Regions from separate parts of the Mus musculus genome. Here region 2 is linked to region 1. A link is a contact called in public HiChIP or PLAC-seq data. All regions are on one chromosome and are shown on one strand. Each heading gives the region's core, a stretch centred on a gene start, on an enhancer-like site or on the middle of the called end of the contact. The rest is flanking DNA. Distances are from core to core; before and after follow the strand shown. Region 1 overlaps Ppp2r5a (protein phosphatase 2, regulatory subunit B', alpha). Region 2 has its middle 33 kb from the start of Gm32334.

Region 1 (5,318 bases), core at 1,571-4,070:
AAGACTTTTAGTTTTTGAAAATTTAAAAAGCAGAGACAGATTTTTCTATCAGGATATTTTTATATACTCATAGAAATTAACATAAGAAACTCAGCCAAGTAAACAATGTGTTTCCATTTTTCACTTGTATAATTTGAGGCTCCGTTTATATTCCTCTGAGAGAAAATGGTTAACATTTTAGGAGATGGTAATTGCTACCAAGATAGGACTTCTAGGGCCGGTGAGACTGGTCAGTAGATAAAAGCACATGATGTCAAGCCTACTGACCTCTGCTCAGTGCCATAACCCTCGTGATGAAGAAAGCCAGCTTCCACAAGTCGTCCTCTGAGCACTCCACATGTGCCTGCTCCTTCTCCCTCGCTCTCGCCAGATCTTACTCAAGACAAAATCAGATTGCAATTTATTTCATCTATGGTCTGTGTATGTCTAAAATTTTACACTCTTGAGTTACTAAAGTTTGGTATAGCATTTAAATTTGGTAGTGAAATGTTTGGGGGCGATCTGAAGCTACTTAGGGTTCCAGGATGATGATGTCATGTATTTAAGCAGGTTTTACGATGGAATATAAAGCTGCTCGAAGTGAGATCACAGAACGTTACCACGCTGGAAAAAGGTGCTCAGTGGAAGGTTCCTGTTGTGCCTCTGTACACCTTAGAGATCTGTTTAGGACATTTTTAGTTGTGAGTCGGTACTATTATAATGATCTTTGCTGACCTCTGTGTGTGGCAGGGGAGGCTTGCAGTGTTGCCCAGGCTAGATTTGAACTCTGGGGCTTAGGTGAGCTCTTGTCTCAGCTTCCTCAGTAGCTGGGGATACAAATGTTTGCTGCCCTGTCCAGCATATGTTTTGTTGTTTCACTTTGAGATTGTATTTTAATTATAACGTGTCTTCCTTCCAGACCCTCCCATATACTACCTTTCCCCACTGTCCTTCAAACTGATGGCTTTTTCATCAGTTGTTATTAAGTACGTATGTTACTTGTATGCATGTTTTCAGGGCTGACGGTTTAGCACTGTATAGTTGGTGTGCTTGTCCCTGGGGAGGGACACCCCATTTCCCACTCCCAGCTTCATGCTCGTAGTTCTGTGTGGTGTCGAGGCCTTACAGGCTTTTCTCTGTCCAGTTTGCCATGGCTGTGTCTAAGTTTTGTTCAGTGGATGGAAGAGCAGAGAGAAGACATCCAGGCTGGACATATTTAAACTGCTCAGTATTTTGCAGAATCTCTGTCTTGCTTTCTCAGATGTTTAGAGAGAGAGATTCATAGAGAATTGGGCTTCTATTGCTGCTCATTGTGCCCAGGCAGTGTTCTAAACATGTAGTATAAACTATGTGGTATAATATATAGATGCTCTCCTTTATGAATTCTTTCATGGAACAAATTGTTTAAAATTCCTTCACATCACTTTCCTATTAACAGACTTTGGAAAGCACGTGGTCACTGTATTCCTTGGAAAGGGCCTTTTGTATACCTATACTCATTAAAACTGCCACTCAGTCTTGTCTTCTCTGGGTCAGATGGCTCCAGTTTCGCTAGCTTATATAGGTTTATTTTGAGATTCTTTAGTGTCCGTCCTGTTTTCTGGTGGCCCTGTATTGGATTACCTTAGGAAAGGCATTTTCAGAACTGAGTAGCACAATGGAGGCTGCGTGTGGTGTATGTGCTTGGTAGAGTACATGCCGTGGTAGACTACATGCCCTAGATCCGTTGTTAGAGTTGTACCCTGTATGAGGTACCCTACACCCCAGCATCAGGAAGGTGACACAGAGCCTCCAAAGTTCACACTCATTATCAGTTATATTTTAATTTTGTGTTCAAGACCAGCCTGGGCTACATGAGACACTGTTTCAAAAGACTGAGTAGTGCAGCTTCTATGTATCTCTTGTCTTTGGGGTGTAGGGTGCGCTCTGTTGTATACAATTGGCAAGCCAAACTTGTAACAGCACATGTAAAGTCTGCCATTGCATTAATGCTGAAGCTGTTGGTGTGTGTTCTAAGATTTTTGTTTTTGTTCTAAGATTCTTAAAGGCAAATTATAATTCTTCATATGGATATAGAGAAACTTCAGTAAATGCTCAGAAACAGTCTTATAAACTGTGATTTTTTGTTTGTTTTGTTTTGTTTTTCGAGACGGTTTCTCTGTGTAGCCCTAGCTGTCCTGGAACTCACTCTGTAGACCAGGCTGGCCTCGAACTCAGAACCCACCTGCCTCTGCCTCCCAAGTGCTGAGATCAAAGGCGTGAGCCACCACTGCCTGGCAAAACTGTGATTTCATATAGCTATTAAATACTCAAGCCTCCATTGTGTGTTTCTGACATTGGGAGTAAAAAAAAGTACCACAAAGCAACCCCGCTAAGACTCTAATGCCTGCATGTTTTACGGTTCATGCCCAGAAATGAACATTCTTAGTCAGATGTGATAGGTTCAGGAAGAAATAATGTAGGAAGAGGGAGTGGAGTGGCTCTGGGAACGAGCTTCATTCCTAGGAGATGGTCTGTCTCACTGTGATGAAGACTCTCAGCTCTGTGGGTTTCTTCCGTCTGTTTATAATACTCAGGCAGCATGTGTTAAATAAGTAGCCTTTGACCTCTCCTCAGTGCTGCTGAGTTGGCTCCTGACCGCAGGTATTTGCATCTAGACTAGTCATTTCATGTGCATTGTTGTTGGGGAAATTATGTAGATGAAAATTATTTTAAAAATTAGGCATCTGAAGAGATGGCTCAGCAGTTAAGAGTTGACACTGACAGCTTTTACAGAGGACCCAGGTGTGAGTCCCAGCAACCAGCATCACAGCTCCAGTTCCAAGGAGATATGACTCCCTCTTCTGGCCTCCTTAGGTATTACATGTACATGGTGCACAGACAGGTGCAGGCAAAACACCCACACCCACACGTAAAATAATACAATTTTAAAAAATAAACCGCTGGGCAGTGGTGGCACACGCCGTTAATCCCAGCTCTTGGGAGGCAGAGGCAGGTGGAATTCTGAGTTCAGGGCCAGCCTGGTCTACAGAGTGAGTTCCAGGGCAGACAGGGCTACACAGAGAGTCTCGAAAAAACAAACAAACAAATAAACAAACAAACAAACAAACCGTGTACAGCTTATGAACAGCATAGCACTCATCCACATACTGCTTTAGGGATCTGGGGCTTGTGCTTGATGTCATGTAAGTCTCCCAAGGGGTTCGCTGGTTCTCTGAAAAGTTATGTGATAGAAGGCCTTAGTTGTGCTATCAGCACAGCTACAGTTTAACTCTACAGAGCACTCCAGGCTCACGCTGGGGCCTGTTTGTGCCCCAAAGCAAAATTATTTTTATTATGTTCTTAATGCACAATTAACATTAAAAATTTTGTATCTCTCAATCAAACTTTGTTCCCTGTGCCCAGGTGGGTAAGGTACATTTAAACTTTGTAGCCCTAGTTGGCCTGGAACTCACTATGTAGATCAGGCTTTGAACTCACAGAGCTCCACCTGCCTTTGCCTCCAAAGTGCTGGGATTACAAGTGGACCACCATACCTGCTTAGATTTAAAAAAAAAAAGAAAGTATTTTTGTATGTGTGCGCAGGTGCCCACAAAGACCAGAAAAGGGCATCAGAGTTCCTGAAACCGGAGTTAACAGGCCCTTGTGAGTTGCCTACTGTGGGCGTTGGAGACTGAGCTTTGGTGCTTCTAGCTGCTGAGCTGCCCCTACACATCCATACCTTGTCCGGCTTTTCATACAGGTGCTAAGGATCCAGATTCCAGTCCTCACACTTGTGAGGCAAGAGATTCACCCATTGAGCTATCTCCCTAGACCCCCAGATGTTTAAGTGACCTTGTACTTTGGGATCTAACTCTCTTGTATTTTTAGGATGCTTAATTGATATGTTTGCTTATAAATTAAGTTGTACCTTGAGGCCAGTTTCTTACTTTTCATAGCTATTAGGTTGTTTGTTTTTTTTCCCCCAAGTGTTTCTGTGTATAACCCCACTGGCTGTGCTGGAACTCATTCTGCAGACCAGGCTGGCCTTGAACCTTTAGAGTTCTGCATTCTGAATGCTGGGATTAAAGGTGTGCACCACCACGGCCTGACTACAATTTTAAAAGACTAGCCATGCTTTCTCCTTGATTATTTTAGTTCTGACTTGCCGTGATAAGGTGCACTGTGCTGTCACACAGGCTGCGTGGGACTTCTTGGTACAAGACTCACCCATGTATCTGGTTTGTTTGTTGTGGTGTACAGTTCCTTCTCAGGCCTGTGCTTCTACAGTGTTGTTTGTTACTCTCCAGGTGTACTGCTTTCCATTTCAATTTTCATGTTCTGCTTTTATGTGTGTGTGTGTGTGTATACACATGTGTAGGTCAGACAGACAACCCATGGAAGTCTTTTTTTTTTTTTTTTTTTTTTTTTTTTTTTTTTTTTTTTACTTTCCACTAAGTTGGGTCCTGGGAATTGTACTCAGGTCAGTGGTTAGCGGCAAGTTCTGTTACCTTCTTGAACCACCTTACTAGACCCTCTACCCTAGTTTAATAGGAAGACTTGATTTTTATAACTGGTATGACCACACTGCCCGCTCTTATTCTGAGCCTGTGCTTAAGGGACTCTAGGGGATGGGGGGACATTAACTTGATACCTTGGGAACTTCAATTGGTTCTAGCACTCATAAATTACGATCATTCAATGAGTGGTGCAGAAATACAACCCTCACCGACTGTGGCTCAGGAGACTGCTTAGTGATGAACGCCATGACCAAGAACAGTCTAGGAGAAGAGGGCACCTGTCAAGGAAGGACTTAAGGACCAGAGACTGGGACTGACGCCAATGCCACACAGAAACACTGCTTACTGGCTTGCTCGGTTTATTTTCTTACACACCTCGGAACCACGTGCCCAGAGATGGTACTATCCAGATCAGATTAATCAAGAACATGCCCCAAAGAATTGCTACAGGCTATCTGATGGAGACATTTTTATCAGTTGACTTCCTCTTCCCAGATAATTGTAGCTTGTGTCAATTTGATAAAAAGCCAATCAGGAGAAAAGCTAAACTGTAAAAATAAAGGTTCCTTAAAACTTTGTTTTTAGAAACAGTTACCAACTCACGCTAGTAAGAAAGGTGGTTGGTTTTTTTGTTTGTTTGTTTTTCTGGAACTGTAATTCAGAATATTATCAACAGCATTTTGCTTTTACTTACCTTCTCGCACAGTTGGTGTATGAATTCTTCTTGAGATTCTTGGAGAGTCCTGATTTCCAGCCCAGCATTGCAAAGCGATACATTGATCAGAAGTTTGTCCAACAGGTAAGGGACTCTTAGATCTCAAATGTTTGTATCCACGCACT
Region 2 (5,318 bases), core at 1,566-4,065, 160 kb before region 1:
GAGCACCAAGGGTACAAAAAAAGGACATCCATTCAGGAGAAACTGGGACAGAGTGGACAGGGCTCTCAGATGGAGAAGCTGGACTGTGCAGGAAGCTCACTGTTTATTATATACAGGTGGACAGAGAGGCAGGGCTTTGCCTACTGCTGAACAAGGAGCTGAGACTATTATGTACAGATAGGTAGGAGGCAGGGTTTATGGTATATAGCTGAATCCAATCTTGGTAGGAGACATCTCTATAGGGGAGCAGCAGTCTTCAGGCCATAAACATCTTGTGGGGAGAAAGTTATGGTGGATATCTGCACAAACTGTCAACACACATATTTACTTAGGATTTGACTCATTCAGTGCTTTCTCCAGTCCCCACATGACATATGTGTACCTAGCCTTGCACATTTCATAGTAGGCATTGCTGATACCTAAATAATTATTTAGCTTTAAACTAACAGATTTTAGCCAGGCAGTGGTGATGCAGGCCTTTAATCTCAGTACTCAGGATGCAGATGCAGGTGGATCTCTGAGTTCAAGGCCAGCCTGATCTACAGTGAGTTCCAAGACAGCCAAGGGATACAAAGAGAAACCCTGTCTCAACAAGCCAAAACCAACCAACCAACCAAAACACAGGTTCTTACTTGATAATCCGGATTGTGATTTGCTTTTTCTTTCTTTTTACTTCTTTTTAACCATGACCAGCATCGTGACTCTGAAAAGTTTACAGAGCCTTTCCCCACTACCGTGAGACCAAACACACTTTGCCTTAAACTGGGACCCCTCCCTTTTCAGCCAAGAAACCGTGGCTTGCTCAGCACAGCCTGTATGCAACCCTGAGCTGTTGGCCTCCGAGTGACAAAGTGGCTATCTTCAGTTGCAACTGAGGCGCCATCTTGGAGTTAACAGCCTGCAAAAGTTGAGATATTCCTCAACAAACATCGTAAGCTATTGTCTCCCTAATAGGTTCGGTCTAAGCCCACAGGAGGCCCAATGCGCCACCCTTCCCAGTGACCTGCTTGAGGAATCTGGCTCTCAGTCCCCAAACCTTAGGCTCTGGGGCTTTAAAAGTCTTGGTTTCTGACAGGAAGATGCTGTCATCAGGGGGAGTATATTAATGCCAGGAAACTTCACACTGCAGCTGCTGTCTGCTCGATGGGCTAGTCTGCTCAACGTGCCAAGAGGCCAGGATTTAAGGAAAGGAATCACCACTCAGATGAGGTAATTAGCTGCAGTCATCAGTCGGTGGCAGGCTGGTGTCACTGTGGGGGCAACGGAAAATTCTTTGGCACTCAGGGCGCCCACTGAGGCATCTCAGACACTCCCCCTCCTCATTGGAAAGGACAGAAGCCCGATCTAAGGTGGCCATGGTGTCTCATAGCTTAGGGCCGAAAGTCTGTGCCATGCCATCACATGAGATACTTGAAACAGTAGAAATTTTAGTGAGGGAGGAGTGGACTTCGAACAGGTCTTGAAGAAGGAGACAATTACTGATGTGATCTCAAAACTAGATGTAGGAACAGAGACAGAAAGAAGAATGGCTGCTTCATCCCACTAGCTTCCTGGAAGTTTTCGAAGGGCAAAGCCCAGTCCCAGAAGCAGTTGGTTGTGAATGACACCTGGAATGGTCAGCGATTGTAGTGAAGAACTGTGGAAATCACTCAGACCCACACCCAGGGACTAAGACACCCAGGAGGCCGGCCGATGGGCCTCTCCCTGTACTGTTCGGTCAGCTGCAGGGAGCTTCCAGGTATTGAGGAGAGGCCCACGTCCACAGACTGCTCCACGGGAAGATAAAGTCCTAGCCACAGCCTCAATCTGAGATCTTGGGAGCACCTGTTAGGACTTGAATATGAAATGTGTCCCACACACTCACTGTTGAAGGATCGGTCCCCAGACAGTGGTGCTATTTTGGGAGGTTCTGGAAACTGTCAGAGGTGGAGCCTAGCTAGAGGAAGGGAAGGAGGCCCCAAGGACAAGTCGGGGAAGAGGAGAGGCTTATCTTTCCTCCAGACCTATCTGTCTCTCTGCTTCTTGGCTGCCGAGTTGGGATCCGCTCCGCTCCATCAGGCCTGCTTCACCATGAGCAAAATAAATTTCGCTTCTCCACAAATTGTTTTTAAGTTACGTATTCTGACAGAGTAGCACATTATCTTCAATGACCTTATTATCACCAAATTCTGGTGACCTCTTCAGACCTAAACCTCGAACAGTAAATACCAAGTCCACTCTTTTTATTATTGTGTCTCCAAGGCCTCTTCCTTCACACTGAATACAGCAGAAGAGAAGCCCCCAGACGAGAGGAGTGTGTTGGAGGGGTGATGTGATTGGACAGGAACAGATGGGAAGGGGCGGGTCCAGAACAGAAAGGGAGGCTACAGTGGGCCAGGTGAAAGATTACGGGGGATTTTGGCAATGCTAAGAAGTTGGAAATTGGTTCAGTCCCTGTCTGCCTCCCTCCTCCAGAAGGCAAGCTGTCTGAGGACAGGAACCTCGGCTTTTTAGTTATTGCGCTGTAATCTCCAGTTCCCGTAACAGCTCTTGACCTCTAGTAGATACTTTATTTAAAAAGTAACAAACAGCCAGGCGTGGTGGCACATGCCTTTAATTCCAGCACTTGGGAGGCAGAGGCAGGTAGATTTCTGAGTTCGAGGCCAGCCTGGTCTACAAAGTGAGTTCCAGGACAGCCAGGGCTATAGAGAAACCCTGTCTTGAAAAACCAAACAAATTTTTGGGATTTTATCATTTAAGTGTTCACACCACCCCTCCCCCATTGAAGACAGCTACATCCTGCAATACATCAAAACAACCACAGAAATACTGTATGTGCTGTGACCGTTAATCTAACTGTCAATTCAGCAGGATCTAGAGCCACTTAGGGGGCTTGCATCTGGGCTTGTCTGTGAGGAGTTTCTAGACCTGGTTAATTGAGGTTGGAGCCTCAGATGTAGTGGAAGTACACATCAGTCTTTGTGCTGGGGGCCTGGACTGAGTAAGAGGAGAAACCTTGCTAAGCCTCAACTCCATGTCAACTTCTTGGTCATGGATACAATGTGACCAGCATGCTCACACTTCTGGAGCTGTGCCTTCCAAATGCCATGATGGATTGTCTTCTCAACCTGTGAGCCAGATCAGACCCTTCCTTGAGTTGCTTTTGTGGTGTTTGTTCGGTACCATCCTCCAAGTGAATTACCCATCATCTTCGTGAGTCTTCAAAGATCATCCTAGCATTGCTAACATTCCTTCATAGAACAAGGGAAAACCCTGGAACCTTCTTTAGTGTATCCAGCAACTCTCCCCAGCCAACTGTACCCAGTCCTGCCCTAACTGTACAGGCCTTGGGGTCTCAGGGAGGGGCTGAAGTGCATAGGCTGGGGAAGCCTAAGGAAAGGAAATTCATGGGGGTGAGGAGCCATCGTCCATGCTGGGGGCAGACCTTCCAGAGAGGTTAGTATGGAGTCACCCATGCTCTGTAAATGATTCTAATAAACGCATAGATTCCCAGAGTGAATTGTGGATTGTATGCAAAGGGAAGAATGTGAGCAGCCTTTGTTAGATGTTTTTGTCAAAGAAATAAGAAATGTAGCTGATACAGGCTGGAAAAGATACAGTGTAACCAGCCACAGTCGCCCACTGCAGACTCACTCTCCTCTCCAGGTGGCAGGTGGACACCCTGGGAGACAAAGACCTCCGTGGTGTGTGTGTGTGTGTGTGTGTGTGTGTGTGTGTGTGTGTGTGTGTGAGAGAGAGAGAGAGAGAGAGAGAGAGAGAGAGAGAGAGAGAGAGGAAGAGAGATCGATCATCACTTCAGTCCATCTAGCTTGCAACAAGACTCAAAACTGGAAGATGAAGGAAAACTGAGCTTGGAGTGACTGTGGCCTGATTCCAGAGCCCAGGCTGCCGTTAGGTACAGAAATGTAGAGCTCAGGGGCCTGCAGGAATATTTTAATTTCTTTTAGAATGAGAAAGGAATAAGAAGAGTATTGATGAATACATGACAAACCCAGGTTGGGTTCTGCTCATCTGTGTGGCCCCACAGCTATCGACTATCACTTTAGGGATGTTTTATGGTATAGAAAGCCATCCCTGAACAACCACAACTTGGTCCCACCTGGCACAGATCTCCTCTAAGGTGCCAGCTACTACTGTCAAGAGCCAGAGAAACAAGAGGTGGGGGAGTCATCTCACTTAGTTTTCTTTTTCTTTTTTTTATTAGATATTTTTCTTTACTTACATTTCAAATGTCTCACTTAGTTTTCTAAACTTGTGTTATAAGAGGGCAAAACTGGTTTGGTGATTTTGCCAAAGCCACAGAGAGCAAACAGCTACACTGAGATCTGAGCTGAGGATGTCTGAGATCTTCCATGGATTATTAGACCTTCCGAGGCCTAGTCATGCCTCGGGATCACAGGCTGGGTTATGCAGGGACACCTTCCCCAGATCTGCCTCTGCCTGCCACAGGCAGTCCTACCCAGAGCCACCCAGCTCCACCCTGTCCTCTGTAAACCCCCATCTAGCCCGTTCCCAGTACCAAGCCCACGTCCCACCCATCTCCTCCCTTAATCACAAAATCTTGGGGAAACAGGGTTGAGTGGTAATGCTCCACCCTAGCAGCAGGCGTGACACCCTGTCCTGCCTGTCAGTCCTTCCGGAGAACAGTGAGCAGAGAGCAGCCTAGAAAGAGTGCCTCCTTATTCCACAAGGGCCAAGTCTGCCTCCTTGTGCCAACAAAAAGGTCTGCTAAGACTTCAAGGGCCTCCTCTGCCCTCACCCTAATCCTCAGTCCAAACTCAGGGCTCAAATTGTTTTCTGAGGCCTAAACAGGACCTCTCTACATCTCTAAGATGTCCATTTTACTCTTCTTCCATGTCCTGCTCCTGTTTGGTGGTCAGGCAGTTTGTAGTGTCCAAGAGTGGAGCTCTGAGAGCCTAGTGGAACTCGGGAAGGGAAGGGCTTAGCTAGACTCCAGCTTTGTAGTTAACTCAACATCTGGCTGGCAGTGTGGCCAAGCATGTGCGAGGCCTTGAGTTTAGGGACCAGCAGTGGAACTTCTGTTTACTGCCTTGTTTGTCATCTCTCGTTGGCTTTGTCTTGTGGTCATTGTATTCTGGGTTTGTCATAGGTTCTGCCACTCTTGGCAACACCTGTTGAACATGGTGTACCGGCCACAGGTAACCCTAGAGACACCAACCTGTGCTCAGTGGGCAACTACAAAGAAGCAAGCTACAGAGAAGCCAGCAGTCTTCTCTAACAAACACACTGTAGCGTTTGGCCAGCTCAGTAGTGGTTGCCATCGGGAAGCCAGTCAGCTGGTGGAGAAGCAGTTAGCA

What was found. HiChIP or PLAC-seq counts read pairs in DNA pulled down with a chosen protein or histone mark.
Region 2: an H3K27ac HiChIP or PLAC-seq map of T-cell acute lymphoblastic leukemia shows a contact between it and region 1, with 2.8 times the contacts expected there. The contact joins two enhancer-like sites. A contact is called at or near these places in 1 of 15 datasets of contacts at CTCF or cohesin (large pre-B cells), 16 of 484 Hi-C or Micro-C datasets (CD4 T cells, bone marrow-derived macrophages, differentiating embryonic stem cells and 3 more), 7 of 115 datasets of contacts at active chromatin or transcription factors (the 230-238 cell line, the SCID.adh cell line, T-cell acute lymphoblastic leukemia and 3 more) and 3 of 9 other capture datasets (adipose tissue, liver and pancreatic islet).

The regions. Positions count from the first base shown.
Region 1 is chr1:191,362,208-191,367,525 of GRCm38.p6, reverse strand. Ppp2r5a (protein phosphatase 2, regulatory subunit B', alpha) reads left to right here. Exons shown (of 13, transcript NM_144880.4): 4 at 5,185-5,277. Among named protein-coding and RNA genes, the nearest start is that of Ppp2r5a, 32 kb to the left of the region's middle. Within about 2 kb of position 2,820, at least 5 of the 459 cell types and tissues checked have an H3K27ac peak or open chromatin away from gene starts, as enhancers often do. A contact at or near this core is called in T-cell acute lymphoblastic leukemia, where this site is marked.
Region 2 is chr1:191,517,433-191,522,750 of GRCm38.p6, reverse strand. No RefSeq gene overlaps it. Among named protein-coding and RNA genes, the nearest start is that of Gm32334, 33 kb to the right of the region's middle. Within about 2 kb of position 2,815, at least 38 of the 459 cell types and tissues checked have an H3K27ac peak or open chromatin away from gene starts, as enhancers often do. A contact at or near this core is called in T-cell acute lymphoblastic leukemia, where this site is marked.